2 separate regions of the Mus musculus genome follow, and region 1 is linked to region 2. A link is a contact called in public Hi-C data. All regions are on one chromosome and are shown on one strand. The core of a region is the stretch at or near the end of the contact, and the rest is flanking DNA. Distances in the headings are between cores, read along the strand shown.

Evidence for each region. Hi-C and Micro-C count contacts between places; a contact is called where the count stands out from the background.
Region 1: a contact with region 2 is called in a Hi-C map of the G1E-ER4 cell line, with 2.2 times the contacts expected there. The contact joins the enhancer-like site here to the promoter of Msh6 in region 2. A contact is called at or near these places in 1 of 39 promoter capture datasets (pre-B cells), 1 of 15 datasets of contacts at CTCF or cohesin (CD8 T cells), 27 of 484 Hi-C or Micro-C datasets (the 63-12 cell line, B cells, CD4 T cells and 18 more), 8 of 115 datasets of contacts at active chromatin or transcription factors (CD8 T cells, the HPC-7 cell line, the SCID.adh cell line and 3 more) and 3 of 9 other capture datasets (adipose tissue, liver and pancreatic islet).

The regions. Positions count from the first base shown.
Region 1 is chr17:88,012,322-88,016,636 of GRCm38.p6, forward strand. Fbxo11 (F-box protein 11) reads right to left here. Exons shown (of 23, transcript NM_001081034.3): 2 at 3,267-3,391; 3 at 3,078-3,159; 4 at 2,085-2,229; 5 at 236-365. Among named protein-coding and RNA genes, the nearest start is that of Msh6, 39 kb to the left of the region's middle. Within about 2 kb of position 2,275, at least 8 of the 459 cell types and tissues checked have an H3K27ac peak or open chromatin away from gene starts, as enhancers often do. A contact at or near this core is called in the G1E-ER4 cell line and the HPC-7 cell line, where this site is marked.
Region 2 is chr17:87,973,102-87,977,037 of GRCm38.p6, forward strand. Msh6 (mutS homolog 6) reads left to right here and starts at 1,949. Exons shown (of 10, transcript NM_010830.2): 1 at 1,949-2,304. The coding sequence starts at 2,048.

The sequences.
Region 1 (4,315 bases), core at 1,025-3,524, 40 kb after region 2:
GTGGGATGTGCATGTGAGTGCAGCTGGACAGAAGAGGGAGGACACTGGATACCCTGGTCTAGAGTTACAGGAAGCTATGAGCTGCCAGTGTGGGTGCTGGGATCTAAACTCAGGTCCCTTAGAAGAACAGCGCGTGCTCTTAACCACTGAGCCATCTCTCTCTGGATGACTTTATTTATTCTTTTAAAGAAATGTATCTACAAATTTATAAGTCTGTATTTTCTATATTTCATACCAACTGTTGAAAACTTTCTTTCCATGGATTTGGATGTTCATATTCTTCTGGATTAATCTGGTAGAATTTACCAGGTTCAGGATGCATCATCGGCCGGGTATATTCAAATACTTCCATATATAATCGTTTCCTGAGGGGGAAAAAGGGAATTAAAGATATCCTTATAAAATATCCTCTAGATTAATAAAATATTAAATATAAGTTAGATGAATGACCAAAATTTCAATAAGGATAGCCAAATTAAACACCATAATATAGAAAGCAATTAATGCACTGGCTTCTGAGATGGTGCTGGTGGTGTAGGGTCTTCTCTGTCGTCTGGGCTGGCTCTAAACTCCTAGACTCAAGAGAGCCTCCTGCCTCACCCTTCTGAGTAGCCGGGACCACAGACATGTTCCAGTAGGCAGACAAAATACCTTCTTTTTTTTTCCCCCTTGCAGACAGGCTCTCACTATGTAGTCTAGGCTATCCTGGAAGTCATTCTGTAGACCAAGTTAGCTTTGAGATAACAAAGATCCACCTGTCTGCTTGTGCCTCCCAAGTACCGGGAGTAAAGGTGTGTGGCACTATTCCCAGCTGACGAAATATTGTTTTAAATTACTAATTTTAAAAAGGTGGGCAGCAGTAGTGGCATGTCTTTAATCTCAGCACTCGGAAGGCAGAGGCAGGCAGATCCAGACACAAGGCCAGCTAGGTCTACAGACTGAAGTTTCAGGACAGCCTGGGCTACACACAGGAAAACCCTGCTTCAAACAAACAAACAAAATTTAAAAGTTAAAAAAATATGGGGCTGTTGAGATGGCTCAGTAGGTAAGAGCACTGACTGATCTCCCAAAGGTCATGAGTTCAAATCCAAGCAACCACATGGTGGCTCACAACCATCCGTAACAAAAATCTTTTCTGGAGTGTCTGAAGTCAGCTACGGTATACTTACATATTAATAAATTAATAAATCAAAAAAATGTATGTGTGTTTTACCTGCATATATGTATGCACCACATATGTGCTGTGCCTGCAGAGACTCGAAAAGATACTGGAACCCTAAACTGGCTGTGCTGGTCAGCGTAAGGGCAATAAGCGCTCTTAACCACTGACCTGTCTCTCCAGCCCAGAAAGCACAGCCTCACCAAACACACAGTGCGTGGTCTCACTACGCAGCCTAGCCTTGCCTGCAACTCTCTTTGTAGGCCAAGCTGGCCTTGAACTCTGCAAGCCTCTGCAGGGGATGGATTAAAGATGTGTGCTACCACACCCAACTAACTCTGCTTTTAAAAAATGAGGCTGCACTCCTTGGAGAAGCCTGTATTAACCCTTAGGTATATCTTACTTCACCTGACTTTTCTTTGGTAAGGCCACACCCATGCTCCTGGCATGCCCTACTTTCTTCTGAGCATCTCTTTCTTCACACAGACATAGTCTATACTGAAATATCTTTGTTAAACCCCAACTCTGCTTCATAAAAACAAACAAACAAACAAATGTAAAAACAAAATGAGTTGGGAGTGTTGGCTGAAAACAGGAGGATCGGTAGTTTAAGGGCAGCCTCAGCTACATAGTCATTTTGAGGCCAGCCTGTGCTATAGAAGATTCTGTCTTCAATATGCTACTGGACTCCATAAATAAAAGATTCCCTCGCAAATCGCTCGGTTGTTATGAAATGTAAATGACAGGAATAACTTCTTGTTTATAGTACTTCTTGGATTAACAAGTTCTCCACATTTATGATAACCATTGTCATTTTCTTTTAATGACTCAGTTGTAACAAGAAGCCCACCCTTCCACCTCCCTTCCCTGCAGCTTCGGTGTCACACACCGTCCGTCTTTCAAGGCAACAGGAGCTATCACTCACCACAAAATTGGATCATTAGCAAGCTCACTGAAGCGTTTACACACGCAAGCAGCTCTACAAAGGTCTTGTTCCAGCAAATAAGAAAATATTTTTAAAACTACTTCATCTGGCAGCTTCTCCTGAAGATACTGTTCAGCGGGTGCTGCTAACAGAGATTAACAGACAGGACAGGGTCATTTAACAGGGTGACTTCCTCACTAAAGAAATTATTTTATCTAACAAACAGTGCCTTTACTGATCTATTTTCCCTTTATCTCTCTCTCTCTCTCTCTCTCTCTCACTCACACACACACACACACACACACACACACACACACACACACACACACACAATGTGTTATCTAGTTTGTTTGTCTGTTTTGTGTTTAAGGCAGTCTTGAAAAGCTTCCTAGGCTGGTCTTGAACTCACTCTAACTTCCTTTTCCAGCCCTTTAGCCTCCCAAGTGGTTATGGCTATACCATTTAGTGTGGCTATTAAAAAACAAAAAACAAAACCCAAAAACTTTTATATAAAAATAAGACAGGATGGAAAGACAGCTCATCATTTAACTTTGTACGGGTCGTGCGGAGGACCCTTTTTTGGTTCTCAGCACCTATAACCTGAAGCTCACAACAGCCTGTAGATCCAGCTCCAGGAAACCCAATGCCCTCCTTCCAGCTTATTTAGCCACAGAAGCACACATAATTAAAAGTAAAAATAAATTTTAAAATAAGTTATAGAGGGAAAGATTAGAGCTCTAAGTACTTTAAAATAGTAACTACTCAATATCTTCAGATAATATTTAGTTTTCGGTTTCACTTACCATATCATCACCATCATCACCGTCATCACTAGACTCTCTATATGGCCCTAACTGTCCTGAAACTCTCCAGCATGGTCTTGAACTCAGAGATCCCCTGCCTCTGACTCCTAAATGCTAGGATTAAAATCATGTGTCACTACACCTAGGCTCAAATATAAACTTTTAAAACTTCACTTCCCATTCAAAATACCTGAAAGATCTTGTGACTTTCCAGACACTCTTGCACGCTTTGCTCGATGACCAAAGTTTTCTGTAGTCGAAGTAGAGGCACCCTTCAAAACCAAGAAGAAAACTTATCAATGAAGTATTCCTACTGTATATAATTCTCTAAAAACGTGACCCATTTTTTTCATTACAAAAACAATTACAATGAACTAACCTCCATACTGCTCTTTGTAGGACACGCTGTTCTTTTTGGCAAAAGAGTTTTTCTGCGAAGTTGGTATGGACTATTTTGTGCACCAGGACCTGATTCTTCTGCAACCATATCTGCAGGAACATCATCTGTAAAACAGAAAAGAAAAATGGGGTCAGTCCTTTTACTAAAATGTCAAATTTGGCAAGAGAAGGAAGAACAGAATTTTGTATGGAATTCCAGCCGACTGGATGACTATCTGGCAGATATTCCACATCTTATAGAACTTGGAAAAACTTTAAGAAAAAAAAGGGGGTGTGTGAAGAGATGTGTCGTTCCGAAGAACAGGACAGAGCAGAGTGAAGTGAGCAGACAGGCAAGCCGTGCCACCGCAAAGTCTCGGGGGTGGGGGGGATGGGGGGGGGGTGGGGGGGATGGGGGGTGGGGGGGATGGGGGGGTGGGGGGGATGGGGGGGTGGGGGGGATGGGGGGGGTGGGGGGGATGGGGGGGTGGGGGGGATGGGGGGGGTGGGGGGGATGGGGGGGTGGGGTGGTGGGTCACCTGCTGTGTATTAGACACCAGCTAGGGGAAGCTACAGACTAAGAGCACGAGGGAAATTTGCAACAGGGAGGGAAAGGGAGCGGACTCAGGCAGAGCAGGAAGAGAGCCTCACCAAGGTGAGGGGATAGCAGACACTTACGCAGAACTAAGTAAAATGAGACCAAGAGCCGGGCGTGGTGGCACACGCCTTTAATCCCAGAAGGGAGGCAGAGGCAGGCAGATTTCTGAGTTCGAGGCCAGCCTGGTCTACAAAGTGAGTTCCAGGACAGCCAGGGCTACACAGAGAAACCCTGTCTCGAAAAAACAAAAACAAAATATATGAGGCCAAGTAAACACACAGGATAATGGAAGCCTGATTTCTGCTCAAGAAAACAGCTATAAATGTACACATATACATATAAAAACAAAAAACAAAATCAAACAAGCAAAGAACCAGAAGGCACCAGTAAGCCTTTTGATGTTGAGCCTAGAATTAAAGGTATAAAGTGTGAAGTTATTGATTTTCAGGCAG
Region 2 (3,936 bases), core at 699-3,198:
CGTTCCCTCCTGGAAGGTCAACTACCTCAGGCAATGCCACCTGCTTTAACCTATCCGAAAAACAGAATAATCTTATCAGCTCAGATTTCCCCCCACCTCCACCCCGTCACAAAGTCTGCTTGTTTTCCCAACAGGCTGCTCCTATCTCTGTCCCAAGAGACTGGCCTTAGCAGTTTGATTCTAAAGGAATCTTTCTGTCTACAAAGTGGTCTAGCTTGGTAGTTTCTCTGGGACATCTCTTAACAGCCTCAAACTTCACAGAGATCCCCTGTCTCCTAAGTGCTGAGATCAAGGGTGTGGCCTACCATACCAAGTTTCTTTTGTTTTTAGGCTGGTGTGTGTATGTGTACACACACACACACACACACACACATACACACGTATACACGTGTGCACGTGACCGTGCCCACCCCAAGCCTATGGAGCCTGAGTATAGAGGTCAGAGGATAATTTGCAGCAATCCTTCACAGTGTGATTCTAGTGATAGAATTCAGGTCTCTAGCTGGACTCCAAAGCACCTTTACAGGCTGAGCTGGTTTTGTCCAACAAAGCAAATCTTTTTACCCTTTTACCAAAGTGAAGGTATTGCTAGCCAGAGCTAAGTCCATTCTTACTTAGAGCTGAATTAAGTCTCCCAATTTCTCTCTCTCTCCTTCTTGATTTAGTTGTTTTTTTTGTTTTGGTTTTTTTTTTTTTTTTTTTTTTTTGTGACAGGGTTTCTCCGTGTAACAAACCCTGGCAAGTCTTGTAACTGTAGCCAGGGTTGTCCTTGACCTCAGAGATCCACCTGCTTCTGCCTGGAACAATGGGGTTAAAGGCACACACCTTCGCGCTCAGCTCCAATTTCTTGAATTTGAATAGGAGCTCCAATTTTCGAAAACGCCCTGTAATCAACCTGGCAGGAAGACATTCTGAGGAGAAACACTTGGCTCCCTTTGGCTATCAGGCAATTGAAATAATGGACTCCAAAGAATTGGAATTTCTCCAGGAATTTTTTGGTGGGAAGGGGTAAGACAAAGCTTCGAGTTAGTGTAGAGGAAGAACTTGGTTTCTGGAAAGAGATTTCTCAAGTATCTGAAGCTCGTTGAATCCCCATGTAGGACAGTCTGGAGCAGAGATTATGGTGGGTCAGACCACCTCTTACAAGACCATTCTGGTTCCCGTCGCCCGGTTTAAACCAAAACTTCACGTCAGTACCCCCAAAGATGAACTTCCGGGGGGGGGGGGCTGAACTTTATCTTCCTAATGTGGCCCTTTGAAAAAAAAATCTGTTTTTTTGCTATTTTCTCTATTATTCGACTACTGAGGATGAGTGGGAGTTTAGCTCGTTAGGGTTGCTAGGGCCCAAGCGTTGACGCTCAACATTACCTTAGCAATCTCAGTTTCTAAAATATAAAAAATTCTGCACACTTATGCTAAAGGGCTCAGATAAGACTGGACCTTAACTGCCCATCTCATATAGTAAGGCGTAAACTAGTTGAGGCAGTGACGGGCCAAGGAAAGTTTTGTGGGTAGCTGGTTTTGTGGATAGCTGTTCTTGCACTTGGCATTCACAAGTGCCGCTCTGTACAATGCTCTGCGAACGCACCGTACGTGGCAGACAGCAACAACCAATTTCTCAGCTCCTTTCAGTCCAACCGCAGGACCGCCCGCAGGGCCAGGTGTTTCCGCAGCGAGCTCGACGCGGCTTCTCGCAGGGTGCACCCCGCCGTTCCAGCAACCGCGCAAGCCACTTCCGTCTTCTTGGTGCATACTTGCCCGGGTAGCCACCGCGAGCTCCACTGCTTTGCAAAGGCTCAGTCTCAAGGCCCGCCAACCCGAGCTTGGGGGCTGGGCCCGCCCCGCCCCGCCCATCTACGCCAGGGCACGTCGCGGGCGGGGCCCCGCCCACCGCGCAGGCCGACACGCCTTCGGATTGGCCGCTGGGCTACGGATGCTCGGGTAGGACGCGCCTCCTCCCGACTTTCCCGCCAGCGGCGGCCGCGCGGTGGATGCGATCCTTGTAGGCGCTCGGAGCCGTGGCCCGGTCTGCCCGTCAGCCTTCATCATGTCCCGACAAAGCACCTTGTACAGCTTCTTCCCCAAGTCCCCGGCACTCGGCGACACCAAGAAGGCCGCGGCCGAGGCCTCACGCCAAGGTGCCGCTGCCTCTGGAGCCTCCGCTTCCCGCGGCGGGGATGCGGCCTGGAGCGAGGCTGAACCCGGGTCCCGGTCCGCGGCGGTATCCGCCTCGTCGCCGGAGGCAAAGGATCTCAACGGAGGGCTGCGGAGGGCCTCCTCCTCCGCGCAGGCCGTGCCTCCCAGGTAGCCGGCTCGGTCGGGGCTGCGGCGGCGCGCGGGTCTCCCGGAAGGAGGGGGAGGCTGCTCCGTGCCAGGCGGCGGGAGGAGGGGCGGCCTGCCGGCCCGGGAGAAGCGGGGCCGGTGCCCGGGACTCTCGGGGGACGCTGCGAGCAAGCGAGCGCACTCCCACTGTGGGGGTGGGGAGGCTCGGGAGGCTCGGGGACGGAGACACCCTCCCCCAAAGTGGCCGGAGCGGGAACGGTGGGTGTCCTGCTGCGATCCGCGGCCTGAGGGGGCGGGGCGGATCGGATCGGGCAGGGAGCTCCTCCGGGTGGCGAGCCTACGGTGGGAGGAAACTCGGGTTGCAGGTGGAAGTTTGTAGATAGTGAAAGCGGCGCTCCGGCTTGGGACGACAGTTTTTTTTAACCCACCTTTTCACAGGAGGGAAGAGTGCGGGAGATTTTTCGCAGTTAGTGGGTCTTCGGAGTATTGGGCAAGCCCTGGGCAAGAAGGTTTACTGGGGGAAACTTGCCTGGAGTTGTACTCGCACTTTGTAAATTTGGCTGTCGTTTGTAGGAACGACTAGAGACATTTATTTTATCTATTTATTTTCATTTTTTTTCGAGACAGAGTTTCTCTGTGTAGCCCTGGCTGTCCTGGAACTCAGACATCCACCTGCCTCTGCTGGGATTAAGAAGTGTGCAGCGACTTATTTAAAATGTAAAGAGTTCTTTCTGGAGTCCAGTACTCTGGAGTTTCAGCTTGGGCACCAGGAAGAGCTGGCGTATGCTCCTGGGGCAGAGAAAATGATTTTGGATCTCTAATTTCTTTCCTTCCCTTTGGCTATAAAGGACACAGTTCAGACACAGGTAAACACAGAGGTGTATTTTGCCTCCGTGTATGTATGTGTGCCCATGTGCATGCACGCTGCCTGAGAGAGGCCAGAGGAGGACCTCAGCCTCTGTAGTTAGAGATATTGTGAGCTACTGGGTGGGTGCAGGGAATCAAACCTGGTTCCTATGGAAGAATGCCAGTGCTCTTAACTGCTGAGCAGCTCTCCAGCCCCATTATTTCTATATTTTTTAAAATTACCTGTTAGTGTGTATATGTGTGTATGCATGCTATAGTAGGTTGTGGAAATCAGAGGACAACTTAAGAGTTGGTTCTTCCACCAACCGTCCTGTGGATAAAACTCAGGCCATCCTTTGCGTTATCGCCTAGGCCATATCTTCACTGGTATTTTTTTTTAGACAGGGTTTTGTAGCCCTGGATGTCCTGGAATGCACTCTGTAGATCACCTGTCTCTGGTTCCCAAGTACTGGGATTAAAGGTGTGCGCCACCACGCCTGGATACCCCGACTTATTTATTTTCTTTCTTTCTTTCTTTCTTTCTTTCTTTCTTTCTTTCTTTCTTTCTATCTTTCTTTCTTTCTTTCTTTCATGTGTGTGAGTACACTGTTGCGGTCTTCAAACACATCAGAAGAGGGTATCAGATCCCCACTACAGATGGTTGTGAGCCACCATGTGGTTGCTGGGAATTGAACCCAGGACCTCTGGAAGAGCAGTTAGTGCTCTTAACTGCTGAGCCATCTTTCCAGCCCCGCCTTAACTCTTCTTAAAAAATAATTACACTATTTATGGGGGGTATAGGAGATG